Regions from separate parts of the Triticum aestivum genome. Here region 2 is linked to region 1. A link is a contact called in public Hi-C data. All regions are on one chromosome and are shown on one strand. Each heading gives the region's core, a stretch centred on a gene start, on an enhancer-like site or on the middle of the called end of the contact. The rest is flanking DNA. Distances are from core to core; before and after follow the strand shown. Region 1 holds the start of LOC123049760. Region 2 holds the start of LOC123054214 (cis-zeatin O-glucosyltransferase 2).

The links. A called contact is a pair of places that touch in the nucleus more often than the background predicts.
Region 2: a contact with region 1 is called in a Hi-C map of leaf, with 5 times the contacts expected there. The contact joins the promoter of LOC123054214 here to the promoter of LOC123049760 in region 1. A contact is called at or near these places in 2 of 5 Hi-C or Micro-C datasets (both in leaf) and 1 of 1 datasets of contacts at active chromatin or transcription factors (leaf).

What each region holds. Positions count from the first base shown.
Region 1 is chr2D:524,703,366-524,709,188 of IWGSC CS RefSeq v2.1, reverse strand. LOC123049760 reads right to left here and starts at 3,348. Exons shown (of 3, transcript XM_044472640.1): 1 at 2,984-3,348; 2 at 2,416-2,470; 3 at 992-1,759. The coding sequence starts at 3,205. The coding sequence ends at 1,350. It overlaps LOC123054210 (5-amino-6-(5-phospho-D-ribitylamino)uracil phosphatase, chloroplastic), which reads left to right and starts at 5,154. Exons shown (of 2, transcript XM_044477928.1): 1 at 5,154-5,396.
Region 2 is chr2D:525,063,295-525,069,898 of IWGSC CS RefSeq v2.1, reverse strand. It overlaps LOC123054214 (cis-zeatin O-glucosyltransferase 2), which reads right to left and starts at 3,417. Exons shown (of 1, transcript XM_044477932.1): 1 at 1,578-3,417. The coding sequence starts at 3,313. The coding sequence ends at 1,892.

The DNA.
Region 1 (5,823 bases), core at 2,099-4,598:
ATATTTTGAATTCATTAACTTTTTAAAATACACAAAAAATTCAAACTCATAAACATTTTTGGGATTCGTGTTCTTTATGCACTTATTTTTTGAATCCACGATCATTTTTTCAAAATCATCAACATTTTATGAATTCATGAACATTTTTTAAATCTATGGAAGTTTTCCAATTCATGAACTTTTTTTTAATCCATGAACATTTTAAGAAATGAGCAAATATTTTTTGAATCCATGAACATTTTATGAGTTCATGAAATTTTTGAATCCATGAACATTTTATGAAATCACAAACACTTTTTAATCCACATAAAAAGTTTTCGGCGGACTTTTTTCAAATTCACCGACATTTTTTGTATTCGTCAACACTTTTTAAAATCTACGATTTTTTTAGAAACTTGCTCGCGACCCTTACGAACAGTTTTATCCCTTTTTTGAATAAAAATAAGTATAACTGACTAGATCAGTTGTTATCGCCTATCATCCATGCATCGTCCTTCGCTTTTTCCTCCATCGGGCGAAATTGCACTTCATCTTCTGTTTGCAAAGTTCCATTGCTAATTTGGTGCAGCACTCATCGACACCTGGCCGGATCTGTGTTAAAATTTCATACAAACTTCACAGGACCTGCACCAATCTGAACACCGAAAAAGGTTTTCGTCCCGCTTTATGTACAAAGCAAATACCTTCACCAAACCGGGGAAATATCTGGTGCACCGGTGCTTGTGGTGCTACCGGTGCACCAGATTTCTGTAGCACATTTTAAAATGTTTCAAAAAATGTGAAAAACATTGGGCACATTCACACAACATCAATGTTTGTTGCCGCACAATTTCAAATCAAAATTCAAAACATTGCTCGAGATAAAAGAGGTGCACCCTGAATATCATTCCCGGTATCGTCTCATTTCACAGCACATGTTACAACCCTTTGCAAAACCAGTCGAGTCCATCACAATTCACAGAAACACGACGTCATATGCTTTTGGACTTGCTTAAAGAAGAAAATGCATCGATCATCCCAATGTGCTTAAGCTACTTCCTGCTGTACCCATTCCTGAATCGCAAATCATGACAAGAGCAGCGGCCTTGACCGGTTCAAAATACAAGAAAAATCACGGTATGCCTACTAGTGAATAGTCACCGCGCTGTAGATTCAGCCAAAAGCTTTCCAAAATGATGCTCACTGATGATACTCTCGCCATGTCCAGGACCTCAGGTGCCAAGAACTCATATGTCTAGTCTGATGTACTATCCATTTACTATATCACAGCGGGCTACTAGCAACAACTAGGTTATCTCTGAATATTTCAGCGTGAACTACATGTTAGACTGCAGAGTGGAAGTGAGATTTCACTCTGCAGCTTGACGTGCCAACCACTCTGCTTTGGTCAAGCCATAGTAGACTGCTTTGCCTCCAGGCCACATGAGAAAATTCCAGCCCATGGGAGATCCACCAACGACATAAGACCCTTGTAAGCGCCCGCCCAGCAGTTGATTGCCATGGTTTGCCGTCTCATTTGGATTGGCTTCTCGATGAATCCCCACGGAAGCAGTCTGCGAGCTTACAGGCTTGAGTGGTACCTTCTCGCCTGTATCCTGGCCTATCTGGGGCACTTGATTCTTCCCTCCAGATGGAACTTTTCCTGCGGGCTTGATCTTGACATCTCTAACTGCAGGTATGTCCGATGGTTTAACAGGCTCAGCAGCAGCAGAGATATCAAGCCGCATTTTCTTGGATAATTCCATGACAACTTTTATCTCTGCAACACAAAATGTACAGTGGCAGACTAATTAGCCTTATTTATCTTCAATACATGCATGCATATCCATGATAAAGAGCCCATACGTTCAGAAGACCCTTTAAATCGTCAGGTATAAGCATTAAGCCATACTTAATCATCAGAAATTTCTAAACCAAAACAGAGAGCACGATTTAAGTGGCTTTCCAGAAAGAAGTAAACATATTCAGATTCATAGTGCTTCTGTGAATAGTGTGTATATGTATATTTCATATAACTTCTGATGGGTAATAAGAATCCTGACAAATACATTATGATCTTAGGTTTCAAGCCCGGCATGATACATTAGCTATGTTACAAAAAACAATAGACGTTTATCAAGTGCAGGGCTATGAAATGTAACATATCAATGTGTTTATATGTTAAAGAGATGTAACACACTGATATAAAATTTTAGATTGCAATCATAATGGTATGTACACAGAACATTGTGCTTCTATAAATAAAACATTGAATTATAGAGGAAATGGTTCGATATCCTAAACTATATGAACCTGACCAAAAACATACCCAGACTCACCTAAAAAAACATACTCGGACCCAAAACATACACAGTACATCAGGGAAGTTGAACACATCTCTGTAAGCTCTGACAACAATAGGAACTGAACATTTACCTTTCAGGATCTCAAGAGCAGCATCTTTCTTCTGGGAATCAGTAGCTTGGCAAACCTTCAACAAAACAAATGTACCATTTCAGAGTGGCTTCCTGTTTTCACCAGTACAAATCATACGACAATTGACAAGTAAACAGCAGGCGAGGGTATGTCAAATTAGCAGAAGTTCTAATCCAATATCAGCAATGGCAGTACACGATTGCACAGAACAATTGTGTAGTCCGAAGACACAAGCTATAGTGGTCACCGCCGTCTTTCTGGGCTCCAATCTCTATTTTGCAGATGTATGCCCTTTTCTCCGTCTTTCTGAGCTCCAACATCATACATTTCAACTGAAACTAGCATGAGCCCAGCACTGAACCTTGGAAATTTCCCATTCAGTCGCTAATCCAATTTCCAACAACTACACTAGCAAGCATAGCATTACTACCAGCATTCTAGCCTGAAGCATTACTCAAAAAAAAAACGTCTGGTAAAAAACCCCAACAAATAGCACGATTATGCAAGTTGCTGCAGTTACCAAGACTGAACGGAGTGCGCGGAGAGATTAAGGGTTTGGTGTGCGAACCTGAAGGAAGCGGCCGCGGAGGCTGGCGACGGCTTCTCTGATCCTGTAGTAGGGCGAGTCGTGAAACCCCAGCTCCTCCAGCTTCCGCTTCTTTGGCGGCGCGTCGGCCGAAAGCGGCGGCGGCGGCGGCGGACTAGGTGGCGGCTTCGTATCGAAGGCAGCCGTCGACTCCGATGGCGGCGGAAGAGGCGAGGCGGCGGCGGCGGTGGCGTGAGCTGCCATCCCGCGTGCGCGTGGGAGGCAAATGGTTGAACACCGGAAGTTTGAAGGCGAGATAAGCAATCGATGTGCTAGTTGATGGTGTGTTCAGAGACGATTGATATTCCCGAACAGAGGAAGCGTGCAGTTCCAGTCAAGCATTTCTAAATTAATGACTGCGAAAAGTAGAAATCATTTACCTTTAGCTAGGGAAAGGGTCTCGATTCTCGAAAGACCCAGGCTGCAATAGATAACATTTTTTTCTTTGACCCTAAGAAAGAAGGCATTACAAAAATCTTATCATTAGATTAATATTTGATTTTTTTAATCAACAGTACAATAATTCTGAAGTTAAATGGCGTATGTATTATTGGTTAATTTATGTTCGAAATTAAATCTTTAAAAAATGTCACACTTTTTTTTTAGTATTTGAGATGGTACAAGGACCTAATAGAAAAGAAAAATTATAAATTAGCCCGTGCATTTTACAAAAGAGGCCTCGAAAACTAAATCGCAATTTAATCCTTGCAACATGCTTCGACATAGCCTAGAATCCATCATCATTGGGGACGAAACCACTTGGGACAAAAAGGTTGACCATAGCCCCACCGTGAGAGGATTTTGCGAGGAAGGAGTTGTAGACGCAAAGCTAAGGCCAAATTGCATCCCTTTTAGCTCAAAGGTCGGGAGGAAGGAAAGGAGGCATCGTTGAGGGACATCGGAGCTCCATGGTGTCGCCTTTTGACCAAAAGATACAACGGTAGGACACCGTAGGCCGCCCAACGAACACCAAAGCAAGATCCTCCCAAAACGGGGAGATTGCTTCGGTGGGTGTCATATCTCTAGAACTTGCGCCATTGGGTTTGAGCTCCAAGGAAGAACTGAACTCACAAGTCATCGACAGCTTGATCTTTCCTCTTCCACCTCTATCATAAAGTTCACCAAAAGTACAAAGCACACCAGATATAATTAAAATTACATGGTCCCTATACCAATGGACGACCTCTACCGCCGCTAGAACAAGCCGCCGACGCAATGGTGCCGCTGCTCCCCTACCGGAGTTGACCTGACCAGCGCCTAGAGCTACAGTCGTCGTTGTTGAACCCTTGAGTGTATCTAAAGAACTTGACATCAAGTCTCATTGTCATGTACGCATGACGAGAAACCCTAACCTCGATGCCCTGAGGATTTGTGAGGAATCTATGCCAGAGCTCTGTCTAATCCATCCCAATGAATGAACTTGAGAAGGATTGAAATCTGGAAGACTGATGCGAAGAAGAAGCATCGTCATCCGCCCGGGCGCCACCGCTATGAGAAATAAATACCCTAACCTATCTACTAGATGGAGCCGAGGCATCAGGATCCCCCTCTCCACCACTGGCCATCGAAGCGGCGGACATAACGCAGTTGAATCCACGGGCTCACCGACGAACAGCGAGGGGAAAAAACTTTGCCATGGTTGCCTTGCGAGATGGGAAAGAAATAAAACAAACTGCCCAAAAAGTGTACCATAAAAAAAATGGAATCCCGTCAAAATCTGATTTGGTGTTTTTCTTTTGGAAGAAAAGCAAGGGGCGGAGCTTGTAAACCGCCCGTTCTTAAATCGAAATTGCTCTGCATACGGTACATTTTGGTCGGACACATGTACGATCAGACGGTAAAACTTGTTGCATGTTGTGGCTCACAAACTGAATTGTCTTGGGCTGTCTTTAATCGTATGAGTGTGGGATGAGAATTCATCGTACGTATAGCAGAGTTGTTCTTAAATGCTCTCTGGAAAATGGCCGGCCGGATTAAATGGAACCGGACCAACCCGTGTCTGACGGCGCTTCTTTTCATGGGCTGACAGACGCGCGCATGCTGCCCAAGAAAACGAAGCGACTGCGGCCCATAGCGGAGCGCCGTCTGCTCGGCTCTCGAGCACAAAACTGACTTCCCGGCCCCCGCCCCACGCGGCCGACGCACAGGCTGACAAGCGGCCCCTCGCCCCTCGTGTCCCAGCTGCCATGGACACGGAGCGGCCGCCGCGACCGCGAGGGCCAATCGACAAGGCAGCCGGCCGCATTATTGCCTATCCGGATGGAGGCCATCTCCACCATCCAAGGGAAGAAGCGCCGGGGACCGAGCGGGGGCGCCTCCTCTACTCCCTCCCCACTCCCGCCGATGCTCTCTGCAGCTCCCCCTCCGACCTCCGCCTCCTCCTCTTCTTCCCCGGGTAAGCAAGACCCCCCCCCCCCCCCCCCCCCCCCCCCCCCCCCCCCCCCGCGGATTCGTAGCCTTTCGCTTGTGCTAAGAGACACTGGAGCATACATTCTGTCTTTGTGCTATGTGCTGTTGAGTCTGTGTTCAAGAACGATTCGCATTTGGCCGTTTGGTGCTTTAGCCGGATTGAATGTATCACCACATAATCGTGTGGTGAGTATGTTTGCTAGGAGAAGTGTCATTACCATTTTATGGAGTCTCTCGGTTCATAGGCTGAGCAGCTCTGTTCCAATGTGTGCCTCCTTTTATGCTGAAGTGTATGTTTCCCCTTGCACGAACATTAAGATTGCGTAGAAGCGTAGAAGGATCTGTTTTAGCAAAAGACGCGTGAAGTCAGTCCTCAAGTGGTCTTTTACGGCTACATAACTTTTACTCCATGT
Region 2 (6,604 bases), core at 2,168-4,667, 360 kb before region 1:
AACATATATCGTGTGGCAAAGGGAACAGAAGTGTGATGTTGTACAGGTTTGCCAACCGGCTTCATTGTCTACTTGGTGGTCGGCACGCCTTGCTAGAGGTCGCTACCAACCGAGCAGGTCGGAGGTGATCCGACCTGCGACCCAGCTGACTTGAACCTAAGGGGTCGCGCGCTTAAGGGAAGGAACCTGTGAGGCCAAGTCCGACTCCACGAGTCAGAAGTGATCCTACTCGGACTCAGATCCAGGCCGAACAGACTTTGGGCTTTAGGGTCTGTGCGAGGCCCAAGTGTTGAGCCCGCAATGGACGCCTATATAAAGTAGGGGTGCAGCACACTCATGCGGTTGATCGCTTCAGCGCCGTCACTAGGGCTTTGCATGTGTTGCGAATAGCCACCTCCACTCGCCGCCGGTTGTGTGATCGGACCTAGCAGTCCGCCGCACGACGTTCCTCCTGCACGCGCGGATACCGTTAGAGGCGGTGCACCTGCGCCGCTCCGGCGAACCTGTTCGTGGGATCCGATCGGCTACGTGGGAGAGCGGACGAGGAGGAGACGACTCAGGACGCGCTACCCCAACTCTACTTCCGCTGCACGGCACTGCGCGTCTAGTGATAACGATCTGTGATCCACCTCCCGTAGCATGTTCTTGTTTGTTCTGCGCGTAGGAAATTTTTAATTTGCAGTCGAGGCACCCTAGTAGAATCCAACAGAGCGTAGCAGGCTTCCTTGATGCACCCAATGTTCGTTGTACCCAATGTTCGTTGTGTGACCAAGAGCAAGAACAATTGATCATCTTCTGATGCAATGCTCGTTTGCGAGAGACATGTCATAACGAAGATTGAGTTAGAGGTTGGTGGTGCTCCATTGAATCGAGGATCCCGAGGAATTGTATCGAAGAGACCACTTATCATTGTAGGGATAAGAAAATTGTGGCTGGAGCGTAACGCGGGAGTCTTTGAGGCTAAGTCGAACTCTTTTGGCGCGGTTGCTTCCATCGCTTTTGAGGATTTCAGATTATGGATGGTGGCCCATACCATGAGCAGTAGTAGGTGATGGGAGTATTGGCTAGTGGTGGAAAATTTCATCTTGTGATTATCCTCCCTTTTTCCAATCCTAATGAGAACGACCAGCAACAATTTGCTTGTTCTTGGAAGAGAAATGTCCAATTGCTCTCCTGCCGCTCATGAGTATCGAACCCATCAACATGAAGACAAAGTGAAACATGCATACTATAGCAACATCAATTGCATGTGAAGTTTGTTTGGTCAAATCATTATTGGGCCAAAGCTAGTGTCAGCAGTCTACACATGAAAGCGTGTGCTCTTCAACTATGTCTATGCTTCTGATGAGTCTCACATCATGAAAATAACAACACAAAAGAATAACCAGTAGATAAACTTACAGAGGAAATGGCGTGTGATGGAACGTGCAACATTTGACGAGTAGGCCACAAATCACATTACAAGGGACTCTCCGGTTCAAGTGTCGTGGCGTTCCTGCAAAAAAAGAGGTCACGGGGTTAAGATTTACTACGTGCGGATTTGTTTGCAAATATGAATATTTCGAGCTGTACACATATTTTTCGAATCGAATGGTCATATCTCTTAAACCAAAGTTTGCATGCATATGCTCCATACATAATTTATTTGTGCGATTTTACAGATTTTGTAGAACCATATAGGCACAATTTGTCCTTTCAGACGGCATGCTAGGACCACGGATGGACTTCAGAGTGCTGTTCGTGAGTCCGAAGTTCCGAACGGAACGAACGAAAAACACAGGAAACAAATCTACGAACGTGACACTAGAGACACTACAAATCACACACGTGCACTGCTCTGATTGACGCTGCAAGATCGAGCATTCAGTGTTTATTGACGCCAATCCTGCCTTCACTTTGTGATGCGACCGACGAACTCCTCCATGTCCGCCCACGACGAGCCACCGTTCGCCACGGCGGCACGAACGTCCTCGGCGAGCGCCTTCGCCGCACTCTGCGCGGCGATGCCTTCGTCGGAGTCTATCGCCCTCTTGATGACCTCTTGGATCTCCTTGGCCGGCAGCGTCTCCCGGCTCTTCTCCCACGGCCTCATGACGATCCCGGCCTTGAGGTGGCCGCACACGTACCCCGCGTTCCACGGCTGGTCGGAGTGCATGGGCCACGCGAGAATCGGCTTCCCGTGGCTCAGGCCTTCCAGGAGCGAGTTCCAGCCGCAGTGGCTCACGAACGCCGCCGTGGCGCCGTGCGCCAGGATCTCCAGCTGCGGCGCCCACCCGGTAATCACCAGCCCCCTCCCTTCGGTCCGCCTTGTGAACTCGGACATCAGCTTGGCGTGCCGGCTCTCGCCGGCCTCCGCGAAGATGTCGGCGCGGTCGGCGTCGCGCAGCACCCAGATGAACCGATGCTCGCAGCTCTGCAGCGCGCCCGCCAGCTCCTCGATCTGCTTGCCAGGCAGCGAGGTCATTGTACCAAAGCATAGGTAAAGTACCGATGACGTCGGCTGCTTGTCAAGCCAGTCCATGCACTCGTGGCGCGGCTGCGGCTGCGGCTGCACCGACGGCGCGGGCGTGGTCACGTCCAGCTCCAGCACTGGGTTTAACGGGCCGATGGAGAATAGCTTCTTGCCGTCGAGGGACAGGGTCTCGGCTTGCGCGTCGATGAACTCTCCCTCCAGCGCGCGGCACGAGTTGAGGAGCAGCCCGGCGCCGGGCACGCTGAGCCCGCCCTGCCGCGCCACGAGCTCCATGAACTCCTCGGTGAGGAAGGACTCGGGTGACGGGACGGGCAGACCGAGCGCGCGCACCAGGCGGTGGCTGGGGTTCTTGAACCCGGCGCCGAACGACTGCCCCACGCACTGGAGCGCGTACGCATCGCCGTTGGGCAGCCGCGACGCCTCCGACGCGGGGAAGGCCACGAGGTTGTCGTGCACGACGACGACGCGGTGGTGCGAGGCGGCGAGCTCCTCGAGGAGGCGCCGGAGCGGGGCCCCGGCGTGGTCGCAGAACGCGTCGAAGAGCGGCTGCAGGTGGCCCGGGAACGCGACGGGGCTGTCGGGGTCGGGCGGCGGCGTGGCGTAGGGCGGGATGTCGAGGGTGGCGAAGTGGAGCGAGCGGACGGCGCGCGCGTCCCAGCCCTGCACGCGCGCGCGCGCCTGGCGGACGTGCGGCGCGGGCGCCGCGTAGTGCACGTCCAGGCCCCGGGACGCGAGCAGCAGCGACAGGTGCAGCATCTGGTTGAGGTGCCCCTGCGCGGGGAACGGCACGGCCACGACGGCCACGGGCGCTGGCGCGACCTCCATTGCCGCCGGAGCCATAGTACTCGGGGAGGGAACCGCTCACCGTCTGATCGCGTGCTGGACTGCTAGAGTTACAACTCTTTTACAGGTACTAAGTACATGCCACAGGCGACCGTGCAAACTGCACATTTGTAGGGTCGTGTAGCACGTGACTGCCGGTTAGTCATTCTGTAGATGTACGTACGTGGGTGCGGTCGGAAGTGGGCCACCCATAGCACCCGCACCTCACAGCGCCTCTGTCATTGAGAGGTGGCACCCATGCCAATCGCCGCCGCTCCTTGAGAAACGCTGCCGCCCATGCCCACTGCACTCGCTCCCAAATCTTATCGGCGCCGGGAGAAAAGTACGGGTCCCTCGACCGGCCTCCGGGATCAAATTTGGTCCGTTCTGTAGCATGTGAGCATTGCCGGGTATGCATATAAACCTTGTTAAAGCATCTTCAATCATCATGCCTTTTGTGGAACGGCTGAATCGACCGTTTCTATCGAGTCAGGGCCGAGCGAGTGTAAAAAAGCTCCACCTAATGCATCTTAGTGGCTCTGACCGTGCTGGAAGGTTTGCACGTGCTTGTGTTGTGGGGAGAGTATCCGGTGCTACCGAGGCTTAAATACTACCGTGATATGGGCATCTGGGCCGTCGGATTCTTAGATTGGACGGCATCCGGGAGTTGTTGAATCTGCTGGACTGATGCACAATTTTTGGACTCCTCGTAGGTGTTTTTGCAAATATTGCAGAGTTATTGAGAGCCATCAGATCTGAGAATCCAACGGCCGAGATGCTTGTATCATGGTAGCACCTAAAACTTGGTAGCACTAGATATTTTTCCTTGTGTTGTGCTCGCCTACTTAATCTTCTTCATCTAATACATTCTAATTTAAACAATAATGCTTCGATTTGAGATCAACTCTATACAAAAAAGATGCACATCGATGTGGTGACTTTATCCGTGCGGTCGACTTCTAGTTTCGTTGACCGTAAATCTTCCATTTTGCGCTTATGTTTGGTGATATCATAGACGAGTTTGTCAAAATTGTCTCACACGAGCGACCATTTGAAATTTTCAGTTAGGAGTAGCTTCATCTCGCCGTTTCACATGGTTTTTGTGTTGTAAGTCTTTTGTTTTGACGATAGTAGTCGAATAGACCTATATAGAAAAGTTCGCTTTTAGTTCATCGTATATAAAAAGGGAAAGCTCATTGTGTATCAAAGAAAAATGTTCACTGTATATTGCAAAAAAGTAGAATCTATTCAGAAAATGATCATCATATATTAAAAGATTGTTCACCGTATATTAGAACATTTTTGGTATTTGTTAACATTTTTATAATTTGAAAAAATTATGTAAATTCATGAACATTTTTATAAATATGTTTTTGACCAAACTTTGTTCCTTAATAAAAAATAATTATAAAATATTAGAGTGAAAAACGCGAAAACCAAAAGGCAAAAAAAAAATCGTTGGTAGCCTAGAAGCTAGCGACGAGAGATGTACTTGTAAATGTATAACGATCAGACGCAAAAGCTAACCGATTTTTTTAAGGGAGCTAGTGACCAAATTTTCATATAGGCCGTCCACCAAGGTGGACGCAGGGCGGGCTGGTTTTTAGTTTTGGGCTTTGACAAATTAAAATCAAAAAAAAGGACAAATAATAAATAAAAATTAGGTGGCGCTGGCATCATACTTAGATATGAGGTATTATCTTATATATAGATGTGACATAGACGGACCTTTTTTTTTTGTATACACTTAGTCAAAATTTAGAAAATCTGATTTAAGGCATAGCTCACGAGAGAATAAAAACGGAGAAAGTACATAAAAACAAGAGAAAAGCAATTCTCCCTTGTACGGGACGTCCCGTGCATGCGAGAGCCGTTGATTTTGGTTGAGGATCCGATGCCATGCATTGATAGTTTGATAATGTTGGTAGTTGGTTACTTCTTTATCTGACCAATATTAAATTTTTTGCATGGAATTAAAAAAATAGTGCGAAACAAGTTTGAAGGTTAGTTGTCTAAAAAATAATTTCTAAACATATGTTCAATATTAGTCTTGTTTTAAAGATCTCGTCAGTAAAATACAGTTGTGCAAACAGAATGTGAATCAAAAGATTTTCTTTTTGAGGGAGTGAATCAAAAAGATTTACTTCAACATACACTAGGCATCTACTCCGTATTTATTTGAATGAAACTTAGTGAATAGAGAAAATACTAGTATAGATCATGTCAGATGCCCACATAGCAATGAATGAGGTCCCGTGCATAGAAGAAAATTCTCTCTCAAGGCACGATTCTGCATTGTACTTCCACTAGCACATATGCCCGTGCGTTGCAACGGGAGAAAAATTAGTATGCATTTAAAGTTAGTGAGAATTATATGTGCAAGCAAAACCCTGTGCGCAGGTGAAAATTGAACATTTAGCTTCTCGGTTTCGCCGGGTGTGAAGTAATCAATCCGTTATTTTTCAATTCATTAATCGATGGCATTTAAGAGTTTTGTTACGTCATCGTACACAATAGAAAGCCCAAGAATTATTCAATCTACTTTTCCTTTCAATCGAGGAGATTTTAAGGTATGAGTTTTTGAATATTGTAAGAAACATGAGCCATTTTGTAAATCCGGAACAGTTTTTTTGAAAATTATGTACACTTTCAGAAAACAAGAACAAAATTTGAAATAGGAACATCTTTTAAAATTCACAAACATTTTTTGAAAACACCAACTTTTTTATAAAAAAAACATTATTTGAATTTGCGAACATTTTTTTAGAATGGGAACACATGTTGAAAATTTAAAATATTTTTTGAAAATGTGCATCTTTTAACATTATTTTGAATTGTGAAAATTTCACTAAAATAAGAATACTTTTTGAATTAGGAGCATTTTTTAAATTGCCATTTTCGTTTTAGAAATCTCAACAAAAATTGAAAAAATAAAAAATTTAAAAAAAATGGGAAACTCTTTTCAAGTTCTGAATATTTTTCAAAATATCAACAAATTTTTGAAATTCTGAACGTTTTCTTTTTTCTTGAATTCTGAACATTATTTTAACACGTGAACACTTTTCATGCCATGGCAAGTGAATGTCTAATAGTTTAGTTTAATCTCGTGACGGCAATGCTTCCGAGCTATAGCCTGCACCTGGTCCATCCAGTATCCCTCATATGCCCACTCACTTTTACATTTTGAAATTGTTTTTAAAATATCGACATTGTTTTTTCAAACACTTTTTAAATCACATGGATTTTTTAAAAGAGCGTGAATATATTTTTAAGCATGTGAACACTGTTTAGAATTACATGAACTATTTT